Linked DNA regions of Sus scrofa: region 1 is linked to region 2. A link is a contact called in public Hi-C data. All regions are on one chromosome and are shown on one strand. The core of a region is the stretch at or near the end of the contact, and the rest is flanking DNA. Distances in the headings are between cores, read along the strand shown.

Region 1 (3,419 bases), core at 459-2,958, 62 kb before region 2:
AAGTAAGTCTGGGATGGGAGTTCCCAGTGTGGCTCAGCGGGTTACAAATCTGACTAGTATTCATGAGGATGCATGTTTTATCCCTGGCCTTGCTTAGTGGGTTAAGGATCTGGCGTTGCAGAGAGCTGCAGTGTAGGTCACAGATGTGGCTGGGATCCCGAGTTGCTGTGGCTGTGGTGTAGGCTGGCAGCTGCAGCTCCTGTTCAACTCCTAGCCTGGGAACTTCCATTTGCTGTAGGTATGGCCCTAAAAAGCAAAAAAATAAAGTAGGTCTGGGAGTTCCCACTGTGGCACAGGGGGCTGAGGATCCGGGTTGCCACAGCTGTGGTACAGGTCACAGCTGTGGCTCGATTCGATCTCTGGCCCAGGAACTTCCATATGCTGAGGAGGCAGCAAAACAAAACAAAATAAACCAAAGACACCCAAAACAAAAAACTAGGTCTGTGCTGGGTCCTCGGAGGTCAGTAGTGGAGGATGGGTGGTAGGTGGGCGAGAGAAACAAGCCCAGACGGGGAAGGATTTGCAGAGGTAGAATCTAGATGTTTGTTTTTAATGGTGAGAAAACACCTTACGGCCAGTTCACATCCTATACATGCTAAAGGGGTAAATCTCCAGCATGGCAGACTATTTGCAGCCACTGAAGATTTTTGAGTAGAAAAGCAGTTGTTCATGAAGGGCACTCTTCTGCACATTTTGTATTTTGGAAGTTGCCACAGTCTGACAGTAATAGGGCCCCTCACCCCTGGGGCCCACCTCTGTGGCTGGCCCCACTCACCGCCCTGGAACCCCAGCAGGTGCGGCCACTTTGGTGCTGCCTGAACTTCTCCGGCAATGCCTGTGCTGGTATGGCTGATATTCTGCCTGTAAAATCGCAGTTGCGGTGACAGAACTGTTGCCATGGTAACAGGGTCGCTTTTGCAGATTTCCTCAAATTCTGCTTCTCAACCGCACTGAGAGGGAAGGAAGGCCAGCTTATCACCAAGAGGCCCATGGCACCAGCAAGCCAGTGAGCCGAGAAAGGCCCACTTGTTTATCCTAAATTCAAATCATAGTGGAGGAGGACAAGCTACCATCCAATCCAAACTCTGACTCTTTCTGACGCTTTGTGTCCTCACAAGGTACTGATCTTCTCTGAGCTTCATTTTCCCCAACTGTAACATGGGAAGGTGGGGATGAAATGAGATTATACCCAGAAAGCCTTTTGCGCATCCCTGGAAGGTGGTAAATATCAGCTAATATTAAATCCCATCCCTTCCATCCTCTGCAGAGAAGTCTGACCGGAGGCGCAGAGGCGTCCTCACACAGGGAAGCCACCGTGAGGTGCAGGACAGTTTTCTGGGACAATCAAAGCGTGGCCTGAGATGAAGGGGGGGCTTCAGCCACATGGCAAGGCCCGGGGCTCCCTGGATTCAGGAGCTGGCTCAGCTCCCACCCTAGACCTGCCCTTCGCCTCCTCAGCTGTATTGGGTGAGAGTGTAACCATGTCAGGTTATTTGCTCGAGGTGTGTCTTGGAAACTCACTGGAGCCCACAGGGACAAGCTAGTCCATTTGCAGCTCCTTCACTCACTCATTCTCTCCTTCGCTGGACTCTCGCTGGATGTTAGGGAGCCAGTGCCTAATGACAGCCCTGCTCTCTAGGAGCTCACAGTCCTTACAGAGGAAGCAGAAGAACAAACAGACAACATCAGTCTGGCAGCAGTGGGACCATGTGGCCCTGCCTGGAGAGGCAGGTGTGGACAGTGGGACCCCAGGTGGAAGGCCCAGCTGAGGCAAGGCAAGGAAGTGAGAACTGTTCCGTTTTGCTGCATTTTAAAACCTGCAGCGGGGGGCTGAGGAACAGGCTAAAAATATGGCCTAGAGCCTTGTAAGCTGACCAAAGGGGTGTGGATTTATTCAGAGGGCAAAGGGCCCGCTCCCTGGGGTTTTGAGAATTGAACTTGCTTTTCCCATAAGATGCAGGTAGGAGTGGGTTACAAAGGGAGAACTGGCAGTCAGAGGGAAAGGGTGCTCTGTCTCTGTCCCTCTTATGTAAGAGCATGAACTTAGCACTTGGCATAGACCCTGGCACAGCACAGATACTCAGTAAATGGTAAGAGGGGTTATTAACTTGCTACACCTCTGTGGGGAGCACTTGGAAGGGACAAAAGAAGACCTCTTCCAGTCACTCAGTACTCACCCTGGGGACCAGCCCTGGACAAGACCAACTAAGCCACGGTGCTGATACTGACCCAGGGAGGGACAATGGCATCGGGCACTACTGGACTTAGTGCAGGACTTAGGAAAGTTGTGGGGGAAAGGGGGTCCCTTTGGAACGCTTCACACTGGCGGCAAGAGAAAAGGATCTTTCAGCCAACTGCAGGATCAGGGTCTGGCTTCTTGGAGTATCACCAAGTATCTCATCATCATTTAGAAGCACCAACAGTGTTGAAGTCACATAGCTTTTCTAAAAACAGGCCAGGGAGCAAATACTCCAAGGGGATGGCCCTACCTGGAGAGCCTGGGCCCTGATAAACAGAAGGGCCCAGGGCAGCCGGGCTTCCGGCAGCTTCCCGGGGCCCACTTCCCTGCCAGAGGGAAAGGCTCTTTTATTGGCTTCTCCAGGCCCAGCCTGCTGCCTTCATCACTGCAGCTTCCGCCCTGCACAGGCCCTGTGCCAGAAGCCTCAGAATATTTAATGGGAGGAAGGAGCGAAAACCTGTGTAACTGGGTTTGTCCCACATGGAAGCGTATTACGGCACCGTTGCTAGATTTCTGCGCACATTTCCCTCCAGAGCAAGGAGGCCGAGGGGCGGTCTGCTGAGCACTGAGGTGCGGTGCCCAAGTGCCATTCCCATTATATAGACCAGGAAGCCGAGGCCCAGAGAGGCGATTTGCTGAGGTCACACAGATCCCGTGTGCAAGCGCTGCCTGCCCCTTGGGCAGCGTCTCGTCTACTCGGTCTCCGCGCCTGGGATCCCCGAGCCCTGAATAGGTGGGGGCGGAGCTCGTCAGTCCTGCGGTCGGAAGCCCCGACTCCACTGTCCAGCGCCCGGCCTCCCCCTGCCTTTCAGGGTTTCCTGGCCACAGCCGCCGTGGCCCCTTGCCTCCCTCCAGTGCGGCGCCGCGGGCCTGGCCGTTCACCGCACGGTCCAGCTGCTTCGCTGTGCGGCCCGGGCACACCTGCCCCGGGTGGGGACCGGCCGGGGTCGGGGACTCGCGCCACTTCCGGAGGCTGAGCGGGAAGGGGCCGCGTCTGCTTTTAAACAAGCGATCGAGTCTTTCCTCCGGCCTCCGAGGGCCCAGGCGGAGGGAGGTGGGGGCGGGTCGGAAAAGGGAACTCGGACGGGAAAGCGAACCCTAGGCGGTTTCGTGCGCCCAGACCCGGACACAAAGGCAACTGCGGGCGTAGCGGCGCGGGGCGGCGGCCTTGGACCCGGCG
Region 2 (3,348 bases), core at 647-3,146:
TCCAACATGGCTGACTTCAGGGTTGGACTCAGGGTAAAACCCAGAGGAATCAATCCCAGGAAGAAGTGCCATACATCAGAATCCCCTGTGTACAGTAGAGCCTTTCCTTTGGGGCAGGTCCATGGTCCCCTGACTCCTCTTTCTTAGCAGAATTTTCTCACGAGATGTCCCTCAGATCTTCTTTGAGCCTTTCCTATACCTAGTCCCGCAGTATATTTGGCTAGGTGTTTGAACACTGTTTAGTCTCTGCAAAACTAGGCAAATCTTTGCCCAAAAGTCAGAAACTCTTCAAAAAGTCAGATGAGCAACCTCCCCTGAGGAATATACAGGCGAAATTTGCAGGTATTGTCCACATTTCTTTCCTCTGTTCTCTTTACTGAGAGTGTGGGTAAAACAGCTAAAAATAATTGAATCATTCTGACCCATTCCGACCTTAGCCCTACCTGGTGAATCCAAACAACTTTAAGGTAAGTCGAACTGTCCTTTTCAATCTGCCTGCTTTTCTACTGCAGTTGAGGTGAATGAGGCCTGAAATCACACAACAGCATTCATCCTTGGTGGGAACCTGAGTTGCTTCGTTAAGATTTTCACTCCTAGGCTCTTAAAAGTTATTCTCCTATTCATTTAAAATTCAATAAACAAGTAGTTCAATTCTGGGGAGAGGGGGAGGCAATAAACAACAACAAAAAACAAAGTAAACTCGACAATAGGCAAACATCAACTAAGGAGCATGAGACTTGAAATACGCTTTAAAAGTTTTTAACTATCTCCATTGATACTACTGATAGAAGTTTCTTTAGGGAGACCTTGCCACTTCGAGTACCAATTTACCCAAGGCCAAACACGGAGGAATCCTGTAACGTGTAGGAATGCGAAAGAATGCTGGTGAGGCCCTCCTTTGCACAACAGTTGTCACACATACATTTTATTTATATTCAAGCATTTTCCTCCATCATTACTTCTTTTTCTGCTTTTTTCCCTCCTTACATTACCTTAAGCACAGTATGTTTCTGCTTCTTTCCCCATACATTATCTTTAAGGCACTGCCTAAACGTGTTTGTTGTTGTTTCAAGCTGGTTTTTGAGAGTGGGTTAAAAGAAACACCCTAAAATGTCTTCAGGTCCAGGACGTGTTCAGAAAATAATTCAAGGCTCCTTTGGTTAGAGTGCTACCTGGTAGGGGCGTGTGTCCACGTGGTGAGCAAGAAATAATTTGGATCTGGTCTTAAAACATCTTCTCGCTGCTGTGATTTTTGTTTCCTGATTATCAAAATAATGTATGTTCACTGGCAAAAAAAACTGGAAAGTTAGGGGGAAAAGGAAACAACAACTCGTAATCGGCGTGGTTTTTGGATATGAGCTTTTCCATTTGGTTAAGAGATGGAGAAGAACGCACTGTCTCTGGCCCGGAATATCGAGCGGCAGGGTATCCTCTGCCTGCTAAATTCAACGGGGTTCGGAAGACCAGTCAGCTAAGGGCCCGGGGCGCAGGGCCATCCCCACGGCGCTCCTATTCCGCCACCTGTGCGGTGACTTGGCGCCTTCCCGGCGTAACTGCTGGGCTCCGTCACCCCCGGTTCCCACCGGGCTCCTACGCAGAGACCCAGCCCAGGCACCTTCCCTGGTAAGTGTCCACCGACTGAAAATAGATCCCAAGTCTGCCCCTGACCCCCCCCCCCTCAAACCTCCCCTTTAAAGGGAGCCACCGGGTGACGCCGGGGGAGTTTGCGGAAGCGCCAACCGCGTTGGGGCCTTGGGCGGATCCCGTGATTGGAGCCGGCCCCGCCCCCGGATCCTCTTCCCCCATTGTGTGAGCCGCTAGGCCCGAGGCCCCGCCCCCTGCCACCTCCCTCCGGAGGCCCAACCCCTCCCCTTTTTTTCACCCCCCCCTTTGGCTCATTTCCGGCCGCCGCTGCTACCGCTAGCCTGTAAGGAGGATTCGGCAGAGGGAAGAAACAACAGCCGCCATCTTGTTTGTGTGCTAGGCTGGGGGGGAGAGAGGGCGAGAGGGAGCGGGCGAGAGTGGGCAAGCGGGACGCCGGGCTGAGTGCGAACTGCGAGAGCGAGAGTACGGAGGGGAGCCGGGCCGGAGAGAGGCGGCAGGGGCCGAGACAGTGGCAGGGGGCCCGGGGCGCACGGGCTGAGGCGACCCCCAGCCCCTCCCGCCCGCACACACCCCCACCGCGGCCCGGGAGCCGGGCCGGCGTCGACGCCTAGGGGGGACCATTACATAACCCCGCGCCCCGCGGCGCCTTCGCCCGCCGCCGAGGGCGGCCCCGAGCGGAGCCCCGGGGGCGGGCGCTCCCGGCACCTGGTCGCCGGGGGTGGGGGCCGTAGCGGCGGCCGTATTTATTTATTTTCCGCGGGAGGGAAGAGCGAAAGAGGAGAGCGCGGCGCGAGGGGAAGCCGCCTGCGCCGCCCGCCAGAGCGGGGCCTCCTCGGTGGGCTTGGTGTCGGCGCGGGCGGCGCGGCTCGGCCCGGCCCCCTTGGCCCTCTGGGTCGGCGAGCTCCGGGCCCGGCGTCCTCGCCGCGCCTCCGCCGCCCGCCGCGCGATGTGAGGCGGCGGCGCCAGCCTGGCTCTCGGTTCGGGCGAGCTCTCTGCGGCCATTAGGGGCCGGTGCGGCGGCGGCGCGGAGCGCGGCGGCAGGAGGAGGGTTCGGAGGGTGGGGGCTCAGGTCCGGGAGGGGGCACCGGGAGGAGGTGAGTGTCTCTCGTCGCCTCCTCCTCTCCCCCCTTTTCGCCCCCGCCTCCTTGTGGCGATGAGAAGGAGGAGGACAGCGCCGAGGAGGAAGAAGCTGATGGCGGCGGCGGAGCTCCGAGAGACCTCGGCTGGGCAGGGGCCGGCCGTGGCGGGCCGGGGACTGCGCCTCTAGAGTCGCGAGTTCTCGGGAATTCGCCGCAGCGGACGCGCTCGGCGCATTTGTGTGCCTGTGCCCTCCTCCGGGCCTGGGCCCAGGCCCGGCCCCTCGCGCTCGCCCCTACCTTTTCTATCGAGTCCGCATCCCTCTTCAGCCACCGCGATCCGGCGAAGAGAAAAAGGAACTTCCCCCACCCCCTTCGGGGGCCGGCGGAGTCCCCCAAGCCCACCCCAGGGATCCGGGCGGGGACCCCGGGCTGAAGAAGAGATTTCCCGAGGATTCTCGTTTTCCTCGCCTGTATCTCCGAAAGAATTAAAAATGGCCGAGAATGTGGTGGAACCGGGGCCGCCTTCAGCCAAGCGGCCTAAACTCTCATCTCCGGCCCTCTCGGCGTCCGCCAGCGATGGCACAGGTTAGTCTTGGGAGCCCAGGCCTCCCACCTCCTCCTTGATCTTTTCTGCTCGCTGCACCTTTATTCGTCCATGTTTTCT

What was found. A called contact is a pair of places that touch in the nucleus more often than the background predicts.
Region 1: a Hi-C map of skeletal muscle shows a contact between it and region 2, with 4 times the contacts expected there. The contact joins the promoter of LOC110260836 here to the promoter of EP300 in region 2. A contact is called at or near these places in 2 of 5 promoter capture datasets (fetal liver and liver), 10 of 47 Hi-C or Micro-C datasets (alveolar macrophages, brain, embryonic fibroblasts and 6 more) and 2 of 2 datasets of contacts at active chromatin or transcription factors (alveolar macrophages and skeletal muscle).

What each region holds. Positions count from the first base shown.
Region 1 is chr5:7,454,907-7,458,325 of Sscrofa11.1, reverse strand. LOC110260836 reads left to right here and starts at 1,708. Exons shown (of 4, transcript XM_021093101.1): 1 at 1,708-1,783; 2 at 2,973-3,419. The coding sequence starts at 1,708. LOC110260637 (a long non-coding RNA gene) reads right to left here and starts at 83. Exons shown (of 3, transcript XR_002343888.1): 1 at 1-83.
Region 2 is chr5:7,393,063-7,396,410 of Sscrofa11.1, reverse strand. It overlaps EP300 (histone acetyltransferase p300), which reads left to right and starts at 1,896. Exons shown (of 32, transcript XM_001929213.5): 1 at 1,896-3,269. The coding sequence starts at 3,176.